5 separate regions of the Mus musculus genome follow, and regions 1, 2, 3 and 5 are each linked to region 4. A link is a contact called in public promoter capture Hi-C data. All regions are on one chromosome and are shown on one strand. Each heading gives the region's core, a stretch centred on a gene start, on an enhancer-like site or on the middle of the called end of the contact. The rest is flanking DNA. Distances are from core to core; before and after follow the strand shown.

Region 1 (2,927 bases), core at 163-2,662, 3.4 Mb after region 4:
GTGCTCCTCTCTGTGGTTTCGTTAATGAGCTAAGGAGTGGTGCGGACAGCCACGAGAGAAACAGATGCAGAACTGTTGACCTAAAAGTCCAGGCCCCGGTTACAATGCTGTGGCTTGGTGGATTCACACCTATTCATAGTTGTTCCCTCATCGGCAGTCTAATGAATCAGGGATTTCTTGTGTAAGGCTTCAAAAAAACTCTCTCTGTAGTATTAATAAATGTGCCAATAGGGGCGGAGACTTGAAGTGCAAATAAACTTTCATAAAGACACCCTAGCCCTTCTCTCTAAGGCTCGAGCATATGTAATATCGCTGAGGGGTTATTGAGAGAACTGACAAAGGGACCGCTGGGCTCACAGGTGACCCTGACGGAGCTAAGTAAGACATCCAGGTCCTGTCCCCTGAAGCCCCGTGAGAGGTACTCTACATGGCAAGCGTCTTTGCACAATTAAGGACTTTAGATGGGGGAAACTATCCTGAAGAAACGGTATGGCTCCTAAATGTATCACAGGACTCCTCAGGAGAGGAAGGCAGAAGAGAACCCACGGATTGTAGAAGGGCCAGGAAGTTCCAACAGCCGAGTCTGATATGGAAGCAGCCACCCCAAACGCCTGTTGCCTGCTCCAGATGTTTTGTTGCTTTTACCTCCAGAGCTGTCGTTTTTTAAAAGTCGAGTTGTTAAAACAGCCAAAAGTAACGAAACCACCTTAGCTAATATAGTTCAGAGAAAGTTAGCAAATTTTGGCTAAAAATAGTTATTCTCGTGATTTAAAAAGTGGCACAGTTCTCTTGTAAAACCGAAAGAATGAGTGTTAAGATTATAATGGTCAGGCCCTTGAAAGGGTTCCTGTCCTTGTTTCTAGAGTGTGAAGGTTCGCTAGCTGTGAGCTGTGCTGGACAATTTTCTCAGGTGGCAGCTTTCACATACCTCTGCCTCATTTGGGGGTGGGTGGGGGCATAATTCAGTTGTTCTGGGCGGTTTCATTTATAACATCCCTGTAACTGATTTTTTTTTTTTTTTAAACTCAGCGGAGCCACTTTTTGCCCCGCGGTTGGTGTGCAAGCTTTGTTAGTCTACACCCACAACGTCGGCGTCTGTACTCGGTAACGGGGTGAGGTTCCCTGGCCGGCCTTACCCCGCCGACCACTGCAGCACGTCCGCCGGCTGCGTACGGATGGCAGCCTTGGTGAACTGCTTGAGGATGTCCGGCAGCTCCGGGGGGATGTGGATCTGCTGCGCGCAGAACATGGTGTCGGGCAGCGGCATCGTTCTGGGGAGACCGCGGCGGCCTGGGACGTTGTGCTGCGGGGAGGAGAGGCAGGGTCAGCGCAGCGGGCGGCGGGGAGGGACTGCTCCGCCCCCTCAGGAAACTGAGGCCCAACCGCCCAGAGCGGATAGAGCACGCGATTGTGGCGTGCGGTCTCCAGGCAACCCGAGCTGCGCATGCGCACAGCCTCAGCAAACAAGGGGCGGACGTCCGGCTGGCCTCTGTGACCAACGAGTGACCACAGAGCGGAGAGCGCCATAAAACAGCTTGTTTTCCTAAAACGCGGAGGTTGCGCTAATCCGAACCCCAAGAGGTCTCGACCAGGGTCTCGGCTTGGCGTGTGACTCCATTTGGTCCACACACCCACTGTATGAATACACATTTCCAAACCAAAGCAGCTTGGCAAAAAAACATTTAGTTAATAGAATGGGAAAACAAGGACTCTCAGACACTGTTGACAGAAATGAGCGTTTATCTGGGGACTACAGGATTTTCTAACGACTTAGCAATATTTATCCTAAGGGGGGGGATAGGCATAAGGAGTAAATAATAATGCCTATTATGTAGCTTGGTAGGTTAACTTTTATTAAAACCTCTATCATGGTCTCCAAAGAAAAACAACACAATCGGGTAAAACCAACAGAGTTAAAATCTGATGTGGGGACTGCGAGACTCGCAAGGCTGGGGTTCATTTGAGCTGGGAATTGGAGACCAGCCTGGGCAACATTTAGCGCTTCAAGAAGCAACAAGTCTGTTCCCACCCACACCACCACCACCACCACCACCACCACCACCACCACCACCACCACCACCACCACCACCACCACCACCACATGACTGGTGAAGCGGAAAAGATTGTAAAACAATCTGGGTGTGCAGGTGTCTGTTCCTTTTATTCTTAAAAGTCTCAGGTATAAATTGTGACAATTCAGCTTTTGTTTTCTTAAGTGAATTATATTTTGCTGTTGTATCTAAAAAAAAAAAAAAAAAAAAAGTGAGCCTAGCCTACATTGACCTTTTTTTTCCCTACATAAGTTACTATTAGTTCGTTTGTACAGTATCTGTAGTGTGAATGTTTGCTTTTCATTCTGTTACCAGTCCAAATACTTCACTTTTTTTTTTTTTTTAATTTCAGCATCCATGCCCCGTTGTGTGGAATCCACTGAATACATACGGAAGTGTCTGCTTTACCAGATACACTATGGCAAGGAAATGGCCACCTAAGCAAAATGGGTGTGGTTCCTGAGCAAGAAGCTCCTTCCTCCTCCAAGTACATCCTAAAGCATAAATGAACGAGCCGAAAGAAAGTCTTAGGCACGGTTGTATAAGCAAAGGAGATTAAAGAAAACAAAACAAAATAAAAAAACCCAACGCAATGGCTAAACAACATAAAGTGATGCAGAGGGGCCTGTGCCTTGCTGACAGTCTACCCATGGTTTTAAAGGCTTGCAGAGTAGCAGCAGGAGGCTGATGGAGGACTAGGTGTGTATGTGTGCAGACCTAACGAGCCCACTGAGGAAGCAGCTAGGCCTCAGCGGTCTCCCCGGAGGGAGTCCTGTGTGCTGGCTTGGGCAGCTGACTTCTCGCTCTCTCTTCCATCTTCTGGTTACTATCTGTTCTGCACTTGTGGTCCTTGGAGGCAGACATCTTCAGTCACTT
Region 2 (3,166 bases), core at 478-2,977, 3.2 Mb after region 4:
AAATGACTCTTTCACCTCCTCCCCCTCCCGCTCCCCCTTCCCCTCTCTCTATCTCTTTCTCTGTGTATGTTCTTGTTAAAAATGAATTATCCTCTCTCATCCCTAGAACCATTTAAGATTCAATTAACACCAGTCAACATTACTAGAATCTGTTCGGTAGACACCAGTGCATAGAATGCTCCCAGAGTGGTACTCAACATGTAGACTGTACCTGTGACAGACTGGGCTGGACATGCCCACACCCACCCACATGCCTCCTCCACAAGTGAAAGTGAATGAATATACTATTATATCCTAAGCATCCACTCCATTTTCTGTGTAGGCCCCATTTGTTGCTCTCTGTTAAGACAACATTGTAGGAGACCCATTGCCTCTCTGTTCCAGGATTATATGGGTCTTTTGCGATTGCCATGGCTAAGGGCCTGGAATATAAGTGAAAACCATATACCAGGCTTCTCCTTCCATGGAGCTGACAGTCCAGTCCATGGAGAATTCCAGTAAATGAGCAGAGAGAAATAAGGACGGCCAGATGAGGTTGATCGCATGGAGGCAGTAAAAAACATGAACAGAAACATGAGCCGGGCACCTTGGCTACATTCTCAGATCCCACAGGTCAGCTGACTTCACAAGCTGGTTGTACTATAGGAAGGAGTCAGTCATGTAGATATCTGGAGGAATCAGTGCTCAGTGATGGGAATAGCAGATGCCAAGACCAGAAGAACTGGCCTGTCCCACTAAAGAAGGATCAGAACAACCAATATGGGTCAAGGAGCCATAAGCAATGAGCTGCTAGTTTGCCAGGCCCTGTCACGAAAAAAGCCTTGTGGGTTGTATGTGCTACAGGTTGCATTTGATGGCCACAAGGGCTTCAAACCTCCTCGACTAAGAAATTGTTTCTATGCAAGCCTGCAAACCACTTGCCTCTTGAGAACCGCGAGCTAAATAATTCTGAGTAATTTATGAATTACTCAGACGCCAACATCATTACAGTGGAAAGCACCCCAGGAACGTGTAGGGAAGAGGGCCAAGGATGATGCACGGGAGATACAAATATTTACAAGTCTACAGAGAAGCTTGCCAAGCCGAATGGCAGCCACGGTGGTCTGGACAAGGCAGAGACATGGCGTCCCTAAAGCTAAAGAACATCCAGAGCTGTCTGCAGTGCTCCTACGAGATCAAAGGCACTGGACAAGTGACCTTCGGATTTGGCAGCCTGGGGTCAGGGAGAGGTTCTGAGAGATCAGTCAAGAGGTTCTGAGAGTAAGGAAGGAGTAGAGAGGTGTGGCACCCTGCCTCTTTTAATAGCTGGGTCGTCTAAGATCCGTGTGCAGCCTGGAAGGGATGGTGGCAGGCCCTTTTCTAAAGATAGAAGACTGCTGATCTTGCAGAGCTGCGAGTTCTAGAGAGTAACGGATAAGTTTTGCTGCAAAGTGAGCCAAGGAGCCAGGAGCTGCCATCTCTGAACGAAACCCCGCGCTGGGGTCTCGAACCACCAGCAGGCTACGCTTCCCTCAGTGACAGCTTGGCTAGTGAACACGCACCACGGGTCCAGCCCCTCGCTGGTCGCAGGGCCGCCCCGCCCTTCACGTACACACGCGCCCTGTCATCCTTCCCATACAATAGCCTTGGAGTCGTACGTGGCGCTGGCCGCTGCGCATGCTCCACAAGGACGGGCGGGGCGAGGCGAGGCGGCTCACAGAGTTCGGGTGGGCGGGACCGTGCCACGCAGCCGTTTGGAGCCACGCCCCCCTGCCCGGGGCGGCAGTGCGCGTTCCCGAGCAGCGCGCGCCTCACGCCTTCCCCCGAGTCCTCGCGCGCGCACTGACGCCCACCCCGCGGCTGCCGTCGCCCCTCCGAAAACCAGCGGCGCCATGTCTTCGCCTCCAGAAGGAAAGCTGGAGACCAAAGCTGGACACCCGCCCGCCGGTACTGACTGGTTTGCACTATGTCTTGGGGCGCCGGGAGGGGACAGGGCAGGATCGGGGTCCCAGTGCCCCGGTGCCCCTTGCTTGTGTGCTGCGCAGGCGCGCAGGTGAGCGGGCCCGGGGTGCAGGTGAGCGGGTCGCGGGATCCAGCCCTCCCCGGCGGGGACACCCTAGTTGTACAAGTCAAAACTCAAAAGTAGGCAGTTTTTATGAGATTGCACAGATGTTTGCGTGGGAGACCCCCAACAATTAAAAGGTAGTGTTGTATCATGATGATTAATCGTGGGCTGACAGCATTTCACACTGACAGACCAAAGAAGCGGAAATAATTATGATCATTAATCACCCGGCATGACTTCCTTTATTCATTTAATTTTCGCATCCAACTCCCTCTTGAAAGTGGTTAAAACGGTATTTTTTTAAAGCAAACCCGGAACTTCTGAGCCAAAACTTCTTTTTACTGGCAGTTCAGTCCAGTAAAGAGCCACCTCTCTTAGGAAATGGTGAGCAACCTTTGTGTGCCTTGGGCAGCCGCCTCCACTCAGTTCCTGTTTGTTCCTCCATGGCTGGAGGAGTTGGCATTTCTACTGCCCTTTCTGGTGGCAGAGATACCTGTGGAAGCACCACAGAGAGCCAGCCTGGAAACCGTGGGTCCTAGAAGCCAAGTCTCCTGTGGTATAAAACCAGGGCATCTCCCTGCAGACCTTGGAGGACTGTGTGGGGTAGGGACACATCTGTACCATCTTTCTGTAGTAAAAACTTAGACTCTCCAGCTGCTGGCCCCACTGGAGAACAGGAGGAGAGAGGAAACTGCCTTTAAAGTATGCTGTATTTCAAAGCTGATTCACTATGACAGTGCTTCTCAACTCGCCTAACTGGGGTTAGGAGTTATAGCTACGGGAGTCTTTGTGTTCAGTGTAAGATACTATGCTAGAGTATGGAAGGCTCTGGGTTCAATTCTCACTTCTTACAATACAAATTAACTTGTGGAAAGATTACCTTTAAGATACTGGCTCCTATCCCTAACCAAGTCTGTCCGCAATGGGTACCGGCTTGCTTCGCCAGTGGCGTCTCACTGAGTATATTAAACCACCTTCAGGGTAGGCCCTATGCCCCAGTAAATAGATGGCCAACGCAAAACGAACTCAGTGGTATTTTTGTAGACTTCCTGTCTCATGTGGTTTTCTTTGAGCATTTTTTAAAATCTTACTAGTGTATTGCTTGTGTATTTTGGTTTGTGG
Region 3 (2,894 bases), core at 343-2,842, 3.3 Mb after region 4:
TTGTTCAAAGCTGAGTCTGCAAAAAAACCACGGGGCCTCTGGGAACATGGAAATCAGGTGAGGTTGTTTGTCCGCCCAGCAGAGACTAATGGGGACACGGCCACAGCGGTCACTTTCCCATTTACTAGTCAGTGGAAACAGCTCTCCAACTTTTTTTTTAAACTTTCTTACTATCTCTGAATCTTGGCGTAATAAACGGAGACTGCCTCCTTACTTCCCCGCGTGCTGACCCTGGAGTGTGCCCCTACTGAGCTGCGCAGCACCCGGCCTGCCTGAAGCGTGGCTGTGAAGGCTCATTGGCTTCGACCCGAGCGGTGACCGCACATAAAGCTGGCTGGTCGCCGCGCGGGCCACTAGGAAAAGCACGTAAAAAGCCAGGGCGGTTTAGGTAATGAAAGGAACTGTAGCTTCCAAATCCTAATCCAACGTGTTAGGCAAAGACAGCGGGAGAGGCAGAGCGGACAAATGCGGATGGGGGTAGGAAAATGTCCCCTGAAAGTGAGTAGAGACCATTGCCTACCTGGTGCCTGGGGAAAGGTAACAGTCAGAGGGGCACTGAGTGGAAGGGACACCACACACACACACACACACACACACACACACACACACACACACACATCTCAGATGTCACCACATTTCCAGCGCGGAGAATTCTTCCTCTGGGGAGAATTCGGGGATACCGGGGCGGTAAAGGGTCCTGGATGAAGTAGGAAGCCGGGCTGGACCATCTCTGCCCGCTCGGCAAATGGGGTCCCAATTGCCTCACAGGAAGGAAAGGGTGCTCTGAGCGGCAGTTGATCCAGGATTGGAGTGACAAGGAAATGCGGGCAAGGGAGAAGAGCGGAGGGAACCCAAACCCTGTCGGGACTTACCCGGCCGTTGCGGTCAGTCTCCCGTACCTCCTCGGAACTCGGCCCGCGCCGCACTAGCGCCCGCAGCAACCCCACGTCGTTGGCGCAGGCGGCGCGCAGGAGGGTCGCCGCCTCAGGGACGCCCTCCGGGACGCTCTCCGCGCTCACCGAGCCGTACTCTTCCTCGCCTCCGGGAGGGTAGAAGGAATCGTCCGATGCGATGCTGCGGGTGTCCGGCAGACTAGAGAAGTCTTCGTACTCCTCGTAGTCCGCTGGGTCTTCTCCTGTCTGCTCGCTACGGGGTGGCGTCGGCGACTGCGGGGACAAGCAGCGTGTCCCGCCGCCCTCCGGCCCGGGCCCAGCCAGCAGCACCATGCTGGAGGCCAAGGCGCGGGCCGGGGGCTGGGGCTCGAATTAGGGGACACGAAAACGGGGCGCGCCCGGAGGTCACCGACCCTTGGCCCCTGCGTTCGCAGAAGAGCAGGAGCCCCGCGCGCTCCAGCCTGGCAGAAAGCAGCTCCAGGCGGCTGCGCTCCCGGTGCAAAGTCACTGGCGACTGGAGAAAAGCCCCTTGGGTGGGAGGAGCCGCCGGGGGCTTTCCCTGCCCCGCCGGGCGGGGTGAAAGCGAGGCAGCGGGCGGGGCGCCTTCCCGGTTAGAGTCCCGGGAGCATCAGAGATCCTCTCCAAACCGTGCCACCACCACACGGCCACTTTGTCCCGAGCAGGGAAAGGCTTGTTCGGGAGATCCTGAAGCTGTAACTCGAGAGGCTGAAAGCTAGCGTGAGGGACAGCAGGCGCCCCGCCCCGCCAAGGGCTGCTCCCTGGGGGCCCGGGCGGAGATGGAGTCCGGAGACGCCAAAGGCTAAGCAAGTTTCCAGCGTCGGAAAGTACCCGCACCAGGAGGCTCGCCCCTTTCCCACTCCCCACTGAGGACCGTAATCCGCCCCAGGGCCGAAGGAGAGGGGCAGCCGCAAGACCGTCACCTCTCGGGCAGTCCTAGTTCTGACCAGTTGCAGTCCTGGGACTCCCTGAAAACTCTCTTGGAGAGTGGAAAAGCGTCCGCTCGGGGCGAATGGTGGAGCTGTCCACTTAGGAGGAAATTCCATCTTGGGGAGAACCTGTCCTAGTGACGATCCTGATCCAAATAAGGACCCGAGGCTGATTTGGGGAGAGAGGGGCTAACTTGAAAGGAAGACAGGGTCTGCAGAGTCTCCAAGTCACCCAAGCCGGCTGTGACTGGCAGGTTGATAGGAAAAAAATCTTAGGGAGATGGAAAAGTGATCAGGAACCGCAGGGAGGATGACGGGGTGAAGAGAGACAGCACCTGGTCAGAGCCGTGAGAGGGCTCTACTCTCCCCAACTCCTGACTATTGTCACTTGGCAGAGGGGAGAGGGTGGTAACGGGTCATGGAAGATGAACCAGAGAAGGCTGGAGACCGACCAGCTTTGATCCCAGGACTAGAAACAAACATTTCGGAAATCGAGATTACTGGCCATGTTGAGTTGTCGGAAGTGTGTGGATGAATTTATCACTTGGAGCCCCCCTCACTATAAAGAGGAGGAGGTGGCATGGCCCTGTTCTAGAGGAAAACTTGTATATCCCAGCTGTGTCTCATGAGGCAGCAAGAAACCCCTCACTTCTCTCTCACCCCACTGCCTCCTCTTCATTTCTACCCATCCTGACAGCGAGCCTACCAGGCACGTCAGCCCGTGGGAGGCCCAAAGGGGAACACGACTAAGATCCTGGAGACAAGACACAAGGACCTGGATGTGGGTGGGCAAGCCAAAGGGCATAGTGGGAAACCTCGTGCAGTATACTCCAAATGGGCACTGGAGCCGGCAGGCAGTGATGGCACAAGCCTTTAATCCCAGCAATTGGGAGGCAGGGGCAAGCGGATTTCTGAGTTCGAGGCCAGCCTGGTCTACAGAGTGAGTTCCAGGACAGCCAGGGCTGTCTCAAAACAAAACACAACAAAAAAACAAACAAACAAACCACCAACAACAACAACAACAAAAAACAGGCACTGCAGGCTGAAAGACTTT
Region 4 (3,252 bases), core at 348-2,847:
TCTCCGTCCTCCCGGAGGCGGGCAAACAGCCTCCCCGCGCCCTCCCTGGCCCGCCCGTCCGTCCGGATCCTGACCTGGGCCGCCCTCTCTGGCTCTCCAGCGCGGAGTCTGCATCCTCACTCCCAAGCCTGGCCGGCCAGGGACTGCTCTCCGAACTGCAGGCCCCCGGCCGCCGCTGCCCTCCGCCGCCTCCCGGACGCGCAAGCAAACCGGACTGCACGCAGGGACGCGCGGACGCGAGCCGGGCTCGCGCGGGATCTGGGCCGGGCCGGGCTTGGAGGAGGCGCCGTTACCGGGGTCCCCGGGACGCCCCGTCACGCCCCCTGCGCAGCACACCAGCGCCCCTCCCGCCCGCCGGGCTCCGGGCTAGCCTCCTCCTCGGCCACCTCCGGCTCGCCAGAGCGGACCCTAAACTGCCCCTCACTGCCTCCAGGTCCACGCCACCCACGCAGTGCCCGCCAGCCCTGGTCCCACGCCTCTCCCAAGGGCCACCACGGTCCCAGATGTCCTTCCCGGGCCTCCCCCAGAAACAATGGCTCGACCCGACCGCCGCCTCAGCTCGGCCACCGTCCTCGGTTCCTGGGCTGAGGTGCGATGGCTGCCCCGTTTCACAGAACCGTACACCAAGGCTGGATGACAGGCTAGAGCCCCGAGTCGGGACACTCGCTGATAATGGGGTTGGTGGTCCAGCTACCAGCGGCCCAAAAGCTATTACAGGGCAGAGCTGCTGTCCCCGGTCCCGGTGAGCTCGTCCTCCGGGACACCGGCCTCCGCCCACGCCGTCCCCGCCGCCGCCTCCTCGGCCCTCCAGCAAGAGACAAAGAGCCGGCGCCCCTACCCGCGGGGCCGTGGCCGCTGAAACGGGAGGCCGAGGGGTGTCTAGCCTGGCACGAGGGGCGAGCGCCGGGAAAGCGAGTGAAGGCGCCCGGGACGAGCCGCAGCACAAGGGCGGCGTGGGTAACCTGACACGCCGGCGTGGATCGCAGAGCCCCGATGCGGCGACAGGGACGAGAGCGCGCAGGGCTATACCGGGCCGGAGATCCGGGCGCGCCGGGCCGGCCGAGCGCGCGGGGCAACCGCGGTACTCACCGGATCGGAAGAAGGCCGCGATGTCGGCTAGGTCCTTGGCGGCCTCCTCGGCGCCCTCGCCGGCGCCGCCCCCGCAGCCGGAGCCCGCCGCGCTGGCCGCTGCCGCGGGGCCGGAGGACGCGGCCGGGGCGGTGGCACCGCCGCTGCTGCCGCTCATGGCTTCGGCGGCGGACGAGCCCGCCTCGGGCCCCGCGCCCCTAGCTCCGCGCACCCAGCCGCCTGCGCCTGGCCTGGCGGCGCCGAGCACCCAGCTGCCCGCGCCCGGCGCGCGGACGCACAGCCCCGGGGCGGCGGGCGGCGGCGGCTCGGCCCGAGGAGCGCGCCCACATAGACGAGGACACCGCCCGGGAGCCGCGAGCCTGGCGCGGAGCGGGCGCGCGGAGCCACGGCCTCGGCGTGGCCGGCCGGGGCACGGGCAGCGGCGCGGACACGCGAGGGCGGGGGCCGGGGCTGCGAAGCTCCGCGATCACGAACGCCGGCGGCAGCAGCGAGCCTCCATCTTGCTTTCCGACGGGGAAGGAAGGAGGGGGAGGGAGAAATCACGGCCGAGGGAGCCCGGGTGAAAGGAAAGGGAGAGCAGGGAAAGGAGAGGAAGGAAAAAGAGGGGCTTCGGGAATTTCCGGAGAGCTTCGTTAGCGGCCGGAGCGTGGGCTCGGCTGGTGGGCGGGGCCTTTTGTGGGCGGGTCCTGGAGGGGCGGAGCCGCGCCTGGGAGCCCGGAGGGCGAAATGGAGTGGCTGAGAGAGAACGTGGAGCGGGCCAGGTCTCCTCCTCCAGGGCTGCTCCAAACCTGGGAGGAGCAGGAACAAGTGTGACCGAGCCACACTGGCCTTCCAGGACGGGCACTGCGCCCCCTGCCAGGACTCTCGCGCCTGCACTGCAAGCGGTCCTAGCGCTGGAGCGTTTTCATTATTATTTATGTCACCCGCGGGGCCGAGCGACCAGGATATGGAGCTGGTGTGGCCTTCGCAGGCACAGCGCTGTCACTGGCATGTAGAAGGGGCGGGATAATTGTTGAATGAGCAGAGAGGCAGTGAAAACAGATTATCTGCTCTAGTCTACCGTCTCCTTGTATGTAAAAAGCAGGCGCGAGAGAGGGGGTGCTTGCGGGGAATCCCCATCTCCCAAGTGTGCTGGGTCCTCAGGCTACCCAGATGTAGTGGGAAGATGATGGAGGCAGGGGAGACCAGAGGAAAGGGACTTTTAAAGAAAATGTACGTTAAATCAGATGTGTGGAATATCAAATTCTGCTTTATGTCACGGCTGCAAGATGAGTGCAGTGAAGGAATGGGCGCCGGGTAATTGAGAATCACATGCAGGAGAAAACAGATCAACAAATTCCATCAAACTACACCCCGCACCTATGTTTAACGGGAGAACGATGATTAAGTGACCACCAGATCTTTTCCCCTTGGCAGTCTCAGACAAGCAAGGGAAAAGGGCTAGAAGGCTTGGTTTCGGTCAGGATGAAGTTTGAAGACACCCATAGGAATTTGTGTTCACCTTGCAATAGGTGTGTGTAAAGATCTACAGCTGTGTGCTTATATTTTGGACCGCATGATAGTACATATGCCTGTATTTTCTTGCTCTGTCAATTAATTGGCCCTGGAAACACCTAGCGTTTTGATGACTGTCTCTCTGCCTCTCATGTGTGCCTGCACGCACTATCGACATTTGTGTTTTGGGTCTGTGTTTATATGAATACAAGAGGTAGGTACCCAGTGTCTAACTCAGTCATCCACTTCTCACCTTAGTTTTTTTGGAGCAGAGTCTCTCACTGAATCTGGAGTTCCTTGGTTAGTTAGACAGTTGACTAGCAATACATAAAGATCCTCCCATCTCTGCCTCCCTAGTGCCCAAGCTGCAGTAAAAAGCTGGAATACCGAGGAACTGAATTCAGGTTCCCATGCTTGCAGAGTAAGTATTTTACCACAGATGGAGCGTTTCTATGGTTCTCAGATCTTGTTTTTAATACTTTCCTCCAATTAAAGGAATTCAGGCTCTTTGGGAAAATGGGTGATTCTGGTAGTGGGGCAGGAAGTATTTAACATGAGCACCCTGTTGTGCCAGAAGGTAAGGAAATGACTTCCCAAGGGGGGGGGGGGGAAGCAGCACAGAAAAAGATTACCCAGGACACAAAGGAAACAGTCGAAAGAGCTCTTCAT
Region 5 (3,114 bases), core at 611-3,110, 3.5 Mb after region 4:
GAGTCCCAGCACACATGGCATTTAACAACGATTAAATACATATGAGCAAAATACAAACAAACTCGAATCAAAGCCAGGCATGGTAGTACAAGATGCTGAAACAGAGGAGTATGGAGAACTCATTTCAAAAACCAAACAAAACAAAGACAGGCACTGAATATAAACGGCTGTGAAACCTACAGAGATGTAAACACAAGATCAACCTGGGCGATTGTTAATCCTCAACAGTTTCTTTCCCAAAGTTCTGCAATGGCAACTAGCTTCACTCATTGAATAGAACCGTACTGTAGCATAATGAAGTGGCAGCGACAAACAATGAAAATAGGGTCAACTGTTTCTTACCACCCGTGTGAACCTTAACCAAGCTATTAAATAAGCCTACATTTCCACAGCCACGAAAGGTAACACACATCCACCCCGCAGGGCTGTCGGGAACGTCAAAGTGAATCAATCCTCCTGTGCATATTTTGTAAACAATACTTTTTTTTAAAAAAAATCAACTCATCACATTATTACTAAACTTTTTATTACTCTAATGACTTCAATACAAGTGCTTGATGGTTCGATTGCATGTAAAGTCGGTAAAATAAAGCCTGAGGTTGAAAAGAACGCTCATTCGAACAAGAATATATCTAAACAGTAAGTATCTGCACTAGTAAGTACATGATCAATAATTTCCTCTACAGACTCACTAATACATCAGTGCCTCTAAAAACTGCTTTAAAACACTTTGCCACAACGTCAGGTAAGCGGCTGCTTTCTACACCCATGTGGCTGCTTTTCTTTCGTGTTCTCTGCTAATTCAAAACAACCGCATCCAAAGTACACGTCCACAAACAAAACAAACAAACCCTTGCTTTGTGGTGACAAGGATTTAGAAGAAACCTAAATATTCGCCTTTCCCTCCTCCAATAGTCTCTAGAAACCGTCCCCTCTCGGGTCTGGTCAGTGCAGTTAGGGTAAGGCAAACAGAGAGCAAGATTTTGCAGCAGGGGTCAGTTCAGTCCACTCAGCAGTCGTCACCTCGCGGGGTATTTTCCGCGAAGTTTCAAAGTCAACAAAGAAGTTGTGTGGCAGAGGTTGGGCCTACAGGACAACAGCAAACAGACTCGAACACGGAGGGGGGAAAAACGAGTGGGGGAGGGGAGTGGAAACGCCCCCGGACTTCGCACTGCGGCCCCCTCCTCCGCGGACCGCGGGATGGCGGTGGCCGGGGCCCCGATCTTCCACACCGTCAAGTCCCCGGCAGCCCCACGCCTCGGGCACCCTATGGTCTCCAGCGCCCCACTTCCCGACATCCCCATGTCTCGAGCACCCCACGTCGCGACACCCCCACGTCCGGGATGTCCCACGTCCCGGCACCCCACGTCTCGGACACCGAAGTCCTGGCACCCCAGTGTCCCAGCCGAGGCTGAGTCCTCGTCGCCCGCGGGAACCGGCGGGGGGCGCGCAGAGGGTCACCTTCCGATCCGAGCCCGCTGGAGGACCAGCTCGAGCCGCGCGCTCGCCCGCCCGCCCGCCCGCCCGCCCGCCGGGCAAGCAAACTGCCCGCGGGATCCGCCGCGAGCGCCTCGGCCCGACTGGAGCGCGGGCGCCGCTGCAAGGGCGCGGGCGCCGCCGCCTCACCTTCCTCGGCGGTGTCCATCTTGTCTGGGGGGCGGCGGTGACGCAGCCGCGAGGCGCCCGCGACCCGGCAGAGCCTCGGGGCCCGAAGGGAAAGGCGGGCGGGCGGGCGGGAGGAGTGGAGGAGGAAGAGGACGCGGGCCGGGCAAGTGCGTGCGCTCGGGTGCGAGAGGAAGCCGGTCGCGGGCGAGGGGGACAGGGACAGCGACTGACAGAAAGCGAGCGCCGGGGAGGGGGGAGGGGCGCGCGGCCGAGCGACGGGCCTGGGCGGGGCGCGCGGCGGAAAAGGCGGGGCGCCGGAGCGCTGCGCGTCACATCCGGCGCGCGCCTTCGCTCGCGCTCGCGCCGGGCTCGCGGAGGCGGGGGCGGGGTGCGAAACACGGCCTGACTGGTGGCGAAGGCTGCGCGCGGGATGGAGACTGAAAACCTAGAGGCAGGCGGCAGGCACCTCGCGGAGGGGCGGCTGCGGCGGCGGCGGCGCGGGCGCGTTCCGGGACAAAAGGAACGCGGAGCGGCGGGAGCGAGCCCGGCGCGCACGCCCGCCCGCCCGCCGGAGCGGGTGTGGGGGACAAAGGGTCCCAGCTTGGGGTACCCGACCGCCACTCCCGGGGCGTTCAGAGTCGGCCCCGGAACGAGCATTTTTGGTTCCGCTCTTGAGTGGTTCTGAGGCACGTCTGAAAGAATTACAGAAGCATCCCTAAGATGGAAAAAGACGAGCATCCAGGTTATCAGAATCTCTCCTGGGGAGGCTTATGCAATTGAGTGGAAAGACCACGTCTTCACAGCTGAAAGCCAACATTGAATCTACCTCTAAGGGAAATGGGTTCAGATGGCGACACAATTAAGGGAAGCTTACCTGGCCAGAACTAAATGGCTGATGAAAGAATGATGAAAGACTCAGACCTGCTCGCATCAGTAGGCCACCTTCCTCACATAATCCTTAGAGCTTTCTCTAAATAAGATAGTACAGATTAGAAGAAAAGTGTTTCCAACCCGGATGCTTAAACGTGCACATAACGGAAAGTAGATTCAAGAAACGGAATTTTGGCCGGGCAGAGGTGGTGCATGCCCTTAATCCCAGCACTTGGGAGGCAGAGGCAGGTGGATTTCTGAGTTGGAGGCCAGTCTGATCTACAGAGTGAGTTCCGGGACAGCCGGGACTACAGGGCTACACAGAGAAACCCTGTCTCAAAAAACCAAAAAAAAAAAAAAAAAAAAAAAGTTATGTGACTGTTTTTGTTTTAACCCCAGGTGTGGGATATGGGGCTGCTTCAGATGGGCCACAACCGTTAACTATGATTGTCTCGTACTCTAGGAGGGGAGTGATCTAAATGGCAGTCTCCAGAGCAGTGGGAGGTGCTTTGAGGAAGAAGAAGTGGGGAGAGGAGGAGGAGGCAGAAGAGAAGGAGGAAGCAGAAGAGGAGGAGGAGGTTTTTGGTTCCTGCTGCTCCTGTTGCTGTTGCTTAATGAGACGTTGGAGATGCCCTGTTG

The links. Promoter capture Hi-C pulls out the DNA fragments that hold promoters and counts their contacts.
Region 1: a contact with region 4 is called in a promoter capture Hi-C map of pre-B cells. The contact joins the promoter of Ropn1l here to the promoter of Trio in region 4. A contact is called at or near these places in 2 of 39 promoter capture datasets (cranial neural crest and pre-B cells).
Region 2: a promoter capture Hi-C map of pre-B cells shows a contact between it and region 4. The contact joins the promoter of Dap here to the promoter of Trio in region 4. A contact is called at or near these places in 4 of 39 promoter capture datasets (cranial neural crest, frontonasal cranial neural crest, pre-B cells and 1 more).
Region 3: a contact with region 4 is called in a promoter capture Hi-C map of pre-B cells. The contact joins the promoter of Ankrd33b here to the promoter of Trio in region 4.
Region 5: a contact with region 4 is called in a promoter capture Hi-C map of pre-B cells. The contact joins the promoter of Marchf6 here to the promoter of Trio in region 4. A contact is called at or near these places in 3 of 39 promoter capture datasets (cranial neural crest, hematopoietic stem and progenitor cells and pre-B cells) and 1 of 484 Hi-C or Micro-C datasets (CD8 T cells).

Annotation. Positions count from the first base shown.
Region 1 is chr15:31,452,277-31,455,203 of GRCm38.p6, forward strand. It overlaps Ropn1l (ropporin 1-like), which reads right to left and starts at 1,413. Exons shown (of 5, transcript NM_145852.2): 1 at 1,137-1,413. The coding sequence starts at 1,267. Gm49208 (a long non-coding RNA gene) reads left to right here and starts at 1,395. Exons shown (of 2, transcript XR_003951491.1): 1 at 1,395-1,636; 2 at 2,404-2,927.
Region 2 is chr15:31,222,658-31,225,823 of GRCm38.p6, forward strand. It overlaps Dap (death-associated protein), which reads left to right and starts at 1,728. Exons shown (of 4, transcript NM_146057.3): 1 at 1,728-1,926. The coding sequence starts at 1,872.
Region 3 is chr15:31,366,167-31,369,060 of GRCm38.p6, forward strand. Ankrd33b (ankyrin repeat domain 33B) reads right to left here and starts at 1,593. Exons shown (of 4, transcript NM_001164441.1): 1 at 873-1,593. The coding sequence starts at 1,226.
Region 4 is chr15:28,024,251-28,027,502 of GRCm38.p6, forward strand. It overlaps Trio (triple functional domain (PTPRF interacting)), which reads right to left and starts at 1,598. Exons shown (of 57, transcript NM_001081302.1): 1 at 1,090-1,598. The coding sequence starts at 1,246.
Region 5 is chr15:31,529,177-31,532,290 of GRCm38.p6, forward strand. Marchf6 (membrane associated ring-CH-type finger 6) reads right to left here and starts at 1,861. Exons shown (of 26, transcript NM_172606.2): 1 at 1,627-1,861. The coding sequence starts at 1,645. Gm41287 (a long non-coding RNA gene) reads left to right here and starts at 1,928. Exons shown (of 3, transcript XR_875101.3): 1 at 1,928-2,761; 2 at 2,939-3,114.